Regions from separate parts of the Mus musculus genome. Here region 2 is linked to region 1. A link is a contact called in public Hi-C data. All regions are on one chromosome and are shown on one strand. The core of a region is the stretch at or near the end of the contact, and the rest is flanking DNA. Distances in the headings are between cores, read along the strand shown. Region 1 overlaps Papss1 (3'-phosphoadenosine 5'-phosphosulfate synthase 1). Region 2 has its middle 130 kb from the start of Dkk2.

Region 1 (4,055 bases), core at 747-3,246:
GGGGCGGGGGAGAAGCTTCAGGTCAGCGGTTTATACGGAATGCCTGACTTCGAGAATGTATCTCAGAAGGGAAATCACACACAGCAGGAAAAGTAGACGATCCTTCTTTAAAGGCAGATAGGCAGCGTAGGCTCTGCTCTCCACGTGGACTTTCAGTGAGAAAGGTGTGTTGGCAGGAGCTGGGAGTGGGCACAGTGAAACACCCTAAATCCTCCCATGTCACTTGCCTAGTACACTATTTAACTGCTCTCTGCCATGGGCGCATTACAGGGTGAATGGCCTGTTGTCAGTCTCTACCAAGCCTGTGAAAGTCCAGAAACCCCTGTCCCTGAGGGACAGCAGGATCCACCTCAACCAGCTGAACACACCCCACATGTTCAGCTGGATAGGCAAGGCCCCAAAGTCACATTAAGCCATACATGTAATTGGCAGCTGCAACATAAAAGAACCAAAATCCTCTCCACTGAGAAATGAACGCTGAAAGTATCAATTACATAAAAGGCCAGGTACTCATTAGGCTTCTGTAAAGACAATTACCGTCAAGTTCACAGAAAGGACACAGAAGTCAGAAAACTCGTCACGAAATATAAGGGACACATTTTCAAACCAAAAGGAGATGGAAGGTAGCAGGACACTATACGTCAGTTATTCCTATGTTCTTACTGCTACTGTAGTGACAGAAGAAAAGAAGATATGAACATTCTTTACCTAAGAATCTGCGATCTGTGCCCCAATTCTAAATCCACAGCCTGGAGCGGGCTTCCTCACCACACGGTGCCTCTATTCCCCAACCACTTAAAAAAGATCAGACACACGCTCTCTAGGGCTGTTGTGAGAACGAGGTGGCATGGTGTCTGAACTGAGACGCTAGCCTTTACAGGGATACATACTGCCCTAAAGGCTTCCCATAGACTTGTTCATTTGTCCTGAGACCTGCCTATCAAGGCGTGAGAAGCCATCACTGTCTGCCCCTCTACAAATGAGGGCTCTAAGGCTGGAGACATTAGCAAATGCACACTGTACGCCTTCCAGCGCACTTAGCACACCGGTAATAAATGAGATGGTGATGGCGATACTCCCTGTGTCTGTACATGCTAGGGTCTGGCTTTAGCTCCTCACGTCAGTCCATTCGCTCACAGAATTCACAGTAACCTCCAAAGCAGGTACTATTTCTAATGACTAATTTAAAAATGATGCCAGAAATAAAGTCATTTCTCCAAGGCCAAAAAAAAAAAAAAATCAATTGATAGGTGTTAGAGTTGGAACTCCAACTCCAAAATTATCCTTTAGATTTCCCCCATTAAAAACTAAGCTATGAAACTTTACCAAATGCCTTGTTATAATTTATTTTCAAAAATAAATTCTGTTAAGCATTAATAAGTCTAAGGGTTTCTAGTTTATGTAAAATCTTTCAGCGCACTGATAATGTTCTTCACAAAAAAGCTTGTCAGCACTTCCGTTTGGCCTGGAAAAGTTCTCTTGATGAGATATGAACAGCTGTAAACCTACTTCTTCAAGCCCTCTTACAGTGCGCGTACAGAGAGCCTCCCTCCTCTGCCATGGCCTTGGAGCTCTTGGCACTTGGAAGATCAGAGTATACGGTGTGGGAAGAAATGCCGTGGGGTGTCCACAAAGCCAGTCTCAGCCCCACCCTGGGAAGAGCCACTCTCCAGTTGCTTGTTTTGCCATTTCTTTGCTGTATTACACGGTGGAAGGGTTGGGGAGGGCACCTGGGGCGGGGGGTTACTGAAACTCTCCCTTCTCCCACATTTATTGGTGGATAGCTGTCAACAATCTAGAGAGGTCAGAAGAGAGGCACTTAGTAAGCGTCCTTCCAACTCCATCTGATACAATGCGTATCTAATAAGTATTCTAATTTCTAGCTGGTTTCCTCTGCCAAGATGCAGCTCCCAAAAACCAATGACTCACGGCAGTAGGGCCGGCCCACTGCGATGTTCCAAGCCCATGGCTGAAGCTGTTGGAGTAGTACTCTTTCCTCAAATAGGGGCAAGCCCTGTCTCTTCAGAAACACAACGGAGGGTCACCTGACTCTGCTTGCCTGAGCACAGCAAGATCTTGCAAAGGAGCCAGTGTTGCTACAACTAAAAGGCTCCTTCGACCAGACCACATCAGCCCACAGACACACAAATGATCTGTGGAGAAAGCTGCGTGTCTCCAAGGTGACTAGGGAGAGGCAGAGATAACACCAGTGACTCCAAACGATCTCAGAAAGGAATTCAGTCGCAAGCACTGTGCTTCATACATACATACGCGAGTTTAGTCATATGTGCCTTCAAATGTCAACATGGAGGCGATAGTTATGTTTTCAAAATCAAGCCGCCGGAAAATATTTTTATTTTTCGACCGAAGTAATTTTTCATCACATGCATTCAACAAAATTCTTCCCTTTGCAGGTTCATATCTAACGATATTTTAAATGGATTTTAGCCTTACAATGTGGTATATATACATTTCTTCTGGAGGAGAACCAATGCTAAATATAAGATCAAGAGTTTGCTTCTGCTGGAGAGATGGCTCGGTGGGTAAGAGCACTGACTACTCTTCTAAAGGTCCTGAGTTCAAATCCCAGCAACCACGTGGTGGCTCACAACCGTCTGTAATGAGATCTGACGCCCTCTGCTGGTGCGTATGAAGTCAGCGACAGTGTCCTTATGTATAATAATAAATAAATCTTTAAAAACAAAAAAGAGTTTGCTTCCGTTTTCTTCTGAAAAGATGAAGCAAATGCTTCTGGAATGAATACAAACACCATGAGCAAGGGGGAGCACTCCAGGGGAGCACCAAACACCTGCTCCTGAGCACTGGGGAGCACTCCAGGGGAGCACCAAGCACCTGCTCCTGAGCACTGGGGAGCACTCCAGGGGAGCACCAAGCACCTGCTCCTGAGCACTGGGGAGCACTCCAGGGGAGCACCAAGCACCTGCTCCGTGGAGGCGAGCCCTACAAAGTCTGTGTAGAGCCGAGGCAACTACTTAACAGAAGTACAAAGTGAACCTTAAAAGTGCAGACACAGGGCTGGAGAGCCGGCTCGGCGGCTCAGAGCCCTGGCTGCTCTTCCACAGGATCTGGATTCAATCCGCAGCATCCACATGGCGGGTCACAGCCATCTGTAGCTGCAGTTTCAGGGGATCCGATGCCGCCTTCTGGTCTCTGCAGGCACGAGGCACACACATGGTGCACAGACAGAGTTGCAGACAAAACACCCATACACATATTTTTTTTTTTTTATTTTAAATGCAGACACAGCCAGTTTCTACCACATTCTAATCCAAACCTCTGTCTCTAAAACCAGCACTAAACACCCAAAAGGACTGATACTCGCTCGAAGTGAGACTGGCTACCTAAGGGACAGAACGTGGAGTCCCTGCCACATGAATTGACTGTTTTATTTAGGATTCCTTAGGATTTCCACAGACTCACCTAGCTATCAGAAACACCATGTCTCTCTTATCGTTCACATAATCCATTGTATTTCAGCAAATTTCCTTTCAAACAAACAAACAAACAAACAGATGGCTAGCCAGAGAAAGTCTTCACCTAGACACCTCACCCATCTAAGAGGGCCCCATGTTCCAGTGTGAGAGAAATAGGGACTCAGGCTGCCCAAGTGTCCAAGCAGAGCTCAGTGAACAGTTCACACATTTGCCCATCATGATGGTTGCGTTTTATACCTTCAAGTACAGAAAATTACATGCTATGAATTGTAAATACTTATTCAATTTAAAAGATGGACACCCCATTTCTTTTTTAATTGACTAAACACGACCTCAGACTGACGGATGCTACACCCACATCCTTGTTCGGGCAACTGTTTTCTGCTTGGAAACTGGTGGGCACGGCGCTCAATCATCACCCAGAACTAGCGATTCTAGTCCTCTCATTTGACTCTCCCTGTAGAAGCCGGAGCATGTTAACAGACAGTGGTTCCACGCTTCAAGGCTTTTTCTCTATGTATCTGCTGCACTTTCGTCTGGAGCCAGATCTGCCCAGCAGATTGAATGCTGGGGCCCGTCCGTGCACATTTTCATGCAACT
Region 2 (3,893 bases), core at 74-2,573, 620 kb before region 1:
CCACGATTGATGGCTTCTGGCAGGGTGTGGGGGTGGGGAATGACTCAGTTTTATGTAAGGGGCAGGCCACTGAGAGTCTAGTCATGCTCCAGTGAGTATATATGTTTGGAGCCATTTGCTGTTTCTCTAAAGCAGAGGGAAAAAAAGAGAAAAGTCTGCCTGCTAAAGGAGAGTCAAGGTGGGTCACGGTCTATTGGCAGATTTTCTGACCTACTGAGGCATGGAATGATAAGAGGGGGTATACTTGAGGCTCAAGGCAAGGAGATGAAGATTGTATTGACCTTAGTGGAAGGAATAGGGAAGCTTTTGTGTTGGACCAAATGTCTTATATGTATTCTTCAGCATCACTTCTGTTAGTTTAATGCTTTACTTCCCATTGTACTGTGTAATATAAAAAGGCTATAAAAAATATATCACTGCTGGTGTGGTATTGACCTACAGCCCTCCTACATCTGTCTCTTGCATCTTCTTTCTGTCTTTCCTATTGTTAATCCTCACTCTCCACTTCAGAAGAATGTTTGACTTCACACTGGTGGGGCTGGTACACATATAAATTAGACTTGTTTTTTTTTCTTTATTTTTGTGGGGGTCTCAAATTTTTCAGATTTATTTTTGCCAGTGAAGTATATTTGCTTGCAGACAACTCATATATAATTCAGATTATATATGCATATACTTGTATATGTGTATAAATGTATATTTGCATATATGTACATGTATATATATACAGATATACATGTACATATATACAGATATATATGTATAACATATATAATACTCATTATATGTAACATGTATATACGTATATGTGTGTATACATGTATATAATGTATGTGCATATATAGCACACACATACACACACACACACACACACACACACACACACACACACATATATATATATATAAAATAAGATCAACTAGTCTGTGTATTTGCATTGAAGACTTAAAACCAATTATATTCAGGGACTATTAAAAGTTATATGCTAATTCCTGTCATTTGCTGTCTTTGCAATGTCTGTTCCTTTTCTAGTCCCCATTTCCTTACTGACTTTATTTTCTTGTCACTGTGACAAAATATCTAACAAGAAGAACTTGACAGAGAAAGGGTTTATTCAGGCTCATGGCCTGAGGTTTACTGTGTGACTTTCACTGGGTTCATGTGAACAAACTTAGTCATCCCAGACTGTCATCCAAGGAGAGACTAAGTAAATAATTCAACCCAAGTCAAGCTTGTTGAAGCAGTGAGTTTATTCGTACTAGTTACAAAGTGCAGATAGGGAAGGGAGGGTCCCTTACGGGAGCATGTGTGACTCAAAGGCAGCTGCATCACTGACAAGCTTGTCCTAGTACGGGTGATGACTCATGTGATGGATAACCTTCGTTGTCAACTTGTCTACATCCTGCCTTAACTAAGATCCAAGCAGCTGGGCACAACTGTGACTGATTTTATTTTTCTCGATTGGACTATTTGAGACACCCTAAATCTGGATCATCTGAGGTCAGAAGTCCATCCTTGAATCTTGGCCACAGCTTCTGGAAGCAGTCCTCATAAAAGGACATGGAAGAAGGGACATTTTCATTTTTTGCCTGCTTGCCTTCATTCTCACTGGAAAGATCATCTATCCTGTTCCTGAGAAACCCCTTTGCTGATGTTCAAACTTACATTTTCAGGACTCCATACAGACCAAAAACTTGCAGCTCTCTAAGACTTCCCACCAAATTGGGAATACTGAGACATCCATGAGGACTGAACAACTATCAGATCCTCCTTGGCTTTCTATCAGGAGACAGCCAATGTTAAACTACTTGGACCACAGCATGAATGTGTGTGTGTGTATGTGTGTGTGTGTGTGTGTGTGTGTGTGTGTGTGTGTGTGTGTGTGTGTATGTGTATATAAGTATGTATGTGTATATATGTGTGTGTATGTATATATGTGTATGTATGCATGTATGTATGTATGTATATAAGTATGTATGTATGTATACATACTTAGTTTAGCTAATAAAACCTACATTTTTGGCAGTCACTAAACAATAGCAGACATTTCCTTACAAGAGCCTCTGATCTCACAAGTCACAGATCTTTTCCTGGCTTATCGTATTAGATATAATTCTTTCCGTGGAATGGGCCTTAAATTCAAGTGGAAAGTTGCACACATAACAATCATGGCATGTTACATCATTAGGCACAGCTTGCCTTGTCTTTTGGTAGTGTAGTACATGGTGTTCATAGCCAAGCAGGATTGCCAGTGAAAAATTATCTCCAGAAATCTGCACAGTGCCTACAGAATGAAACTAGGCCACAGAGAGGGCGCTGGTCAGCTCCATCCAGGGCTGATTTCCCTATGTCTTATAGAAAAAGCAAGGGGTGTTTTCTCAGTATGGATTTATCATCCAGATCTGGCATGCAATCAGTAATTAGTAGAGATTGCCTATATGGTTTTGGGAATTTCATGAAACTCTTTGGTCAATAACTCATAATGTAGTAGTGTGCTTTGTGTATCAAAAAGTTTATTTAACAACCTTGCAGTTTCTAAAACACCCCTTTTGAAAATGCATGACTGACGACTGGAGAGAGATGGCTCAGCAGTTAAGAGCACTGAGTGCTCTTCCAGAGGGCTTGAGTTCAATTCCCAGCAACCACATGGTGGCTCACAACCATCTGTAATGGGATCCGATGCCCTCTTCTGGTGTGTGTCTGAAGATAGCTACAGTGTACTCATATAAATAAAAATAAATAATATTTTTTAAAAAGAAAATGCATGACTGTTTGTTTTTAGGATGAGGACAGGGTCTCTCTATCTGCGAAAGGGACAGTCATTTTTGTATATTGGTGTGACTCTCAGTAGGCAGAACACACTCCAACCTAAACCCTTCACCCAAGAGTAATTGGGTAGCACACACTGAACTCAAGGGAAGAAACAAAGATAAAGATTGGAAGCTGACTGAGGAGAGATGTGAGGGTGTATCTGAGCAAGTCGGAAAGAGATGGATATAATCAAAAGGGCTTGTATGAAATTAATGAAGGAATAATAAAATATTACTAAAAATAACATACATACTTTTAATTTTTAATTAAAATATATCTTTCCTCCTTCCCCATTCTCCTTCTAGTCCCTCCCTTTCCCCATGATTCCCTGTCAAATTCATGGCCCCTTCTGCTTTGTTATTGTTGCATGTATATGTAAATGCCTAGATTTATAAACACTAGCTGCTGTGTCTGGTTAGTGTTGCTTGTGTGTATATGATTTCAAGGTTGACTTCTTCATACTGGATAAATGATTGGGGGCCTCATCCTTAGGAAGGAATGTTTCTCCAGGTTTCCTCATTCCTTAATTGCTTGTAGTTCTTTGTCTAGGGCTGGGGTTTCATGAGATCTCCCCCTTCCTCGTTAGCATGCCTGTTGATGTTGCACTTGCCCATGTCTTGTTTAGGCAGCCATGTCATGGAGTATCATGGATGAAGCTTCCTTGTCATTTCTAAGAGACACCATCTCACATAATTTTTTTTTCTGGCCCTCTGGTTCATATAGTCTTTTTGTACTCTTTTCTAGAATGTTCCCTGGACACTGAATAATCATTTGGTAAAGAAAATGTGGTTTATACACAGTAGAATGTTTTTTCCACCATAAGGAAAAAAAAAAAAAACCATGGCTTCTGCAGGAATGGAACTGGAAATTTGTATGTGAAATGAAGTGAGCCAGACTCAGAAAGGCAAACACCATGATTTCTTTCATATGCAGAATCTATATTTGAAGTGTGTATGTGTGCACTTGTGTGTGTGTTTGTGTTTGTGCTTATGTGTATGTGTGTGTGTGTGTGTGTGTGTGTGTGTGTGTGTGTGTGTGTGCTTGTATTATAAAAGCAGAAATGAGACCATGGAAGTAGAATA

The links. A called contact is a pair of places that touch in the nucleus more often than the background predicts.
Region 2: a contact with region 1 is called in a Hi-C map of muscle stem cells, with 4 times the contacts expected there. The contact joins two enhancer-like sites. A contact is called at or near these places in 3 of 484 Hi-C or Micro-C datasets (adipose-derived mesenchymal stem cells, muscle stem cells and uterus).

Annotation. Positions count from the first base shown.
Region 1 is chr3:131,593,627-131,597,681 of GRCm38.p6, reverse strand. The region is part of intron 5 of Papss1 (3'-phosphoadenosine 5'-phosphosulfate synthase 1); the gene reads right to left. Among named protein-coding and RNA genes, the nearest start is that of Gm36917, 8.1 kb to the right of the region's middle. Within about 2 kb of position 1,996, at least 22 of the 459 cell types and tissues checked have an H3K27ac peak or open chromatin away from gene starts, as enhancers often do. A contact at or near this core is called in muscle stem cells, where this site is marked.
Region 2 is chr3:132,208,906-132,212,798 of GRCm38.p6, reverse strand. No RefSeq gene overlaps it. Among named protein-coding and RNA genes, the nearest start is that of Dkk2, 130 kb to the right of the region's middle. Within about 2 kb of position 1,323, at least 29 of the 459 cell types and tissues checked have an H3K27ac peak or open chromatin away from gene starts, as enhancers often do. A contact at or near this core is called in muscle stem cells, where this site is marked.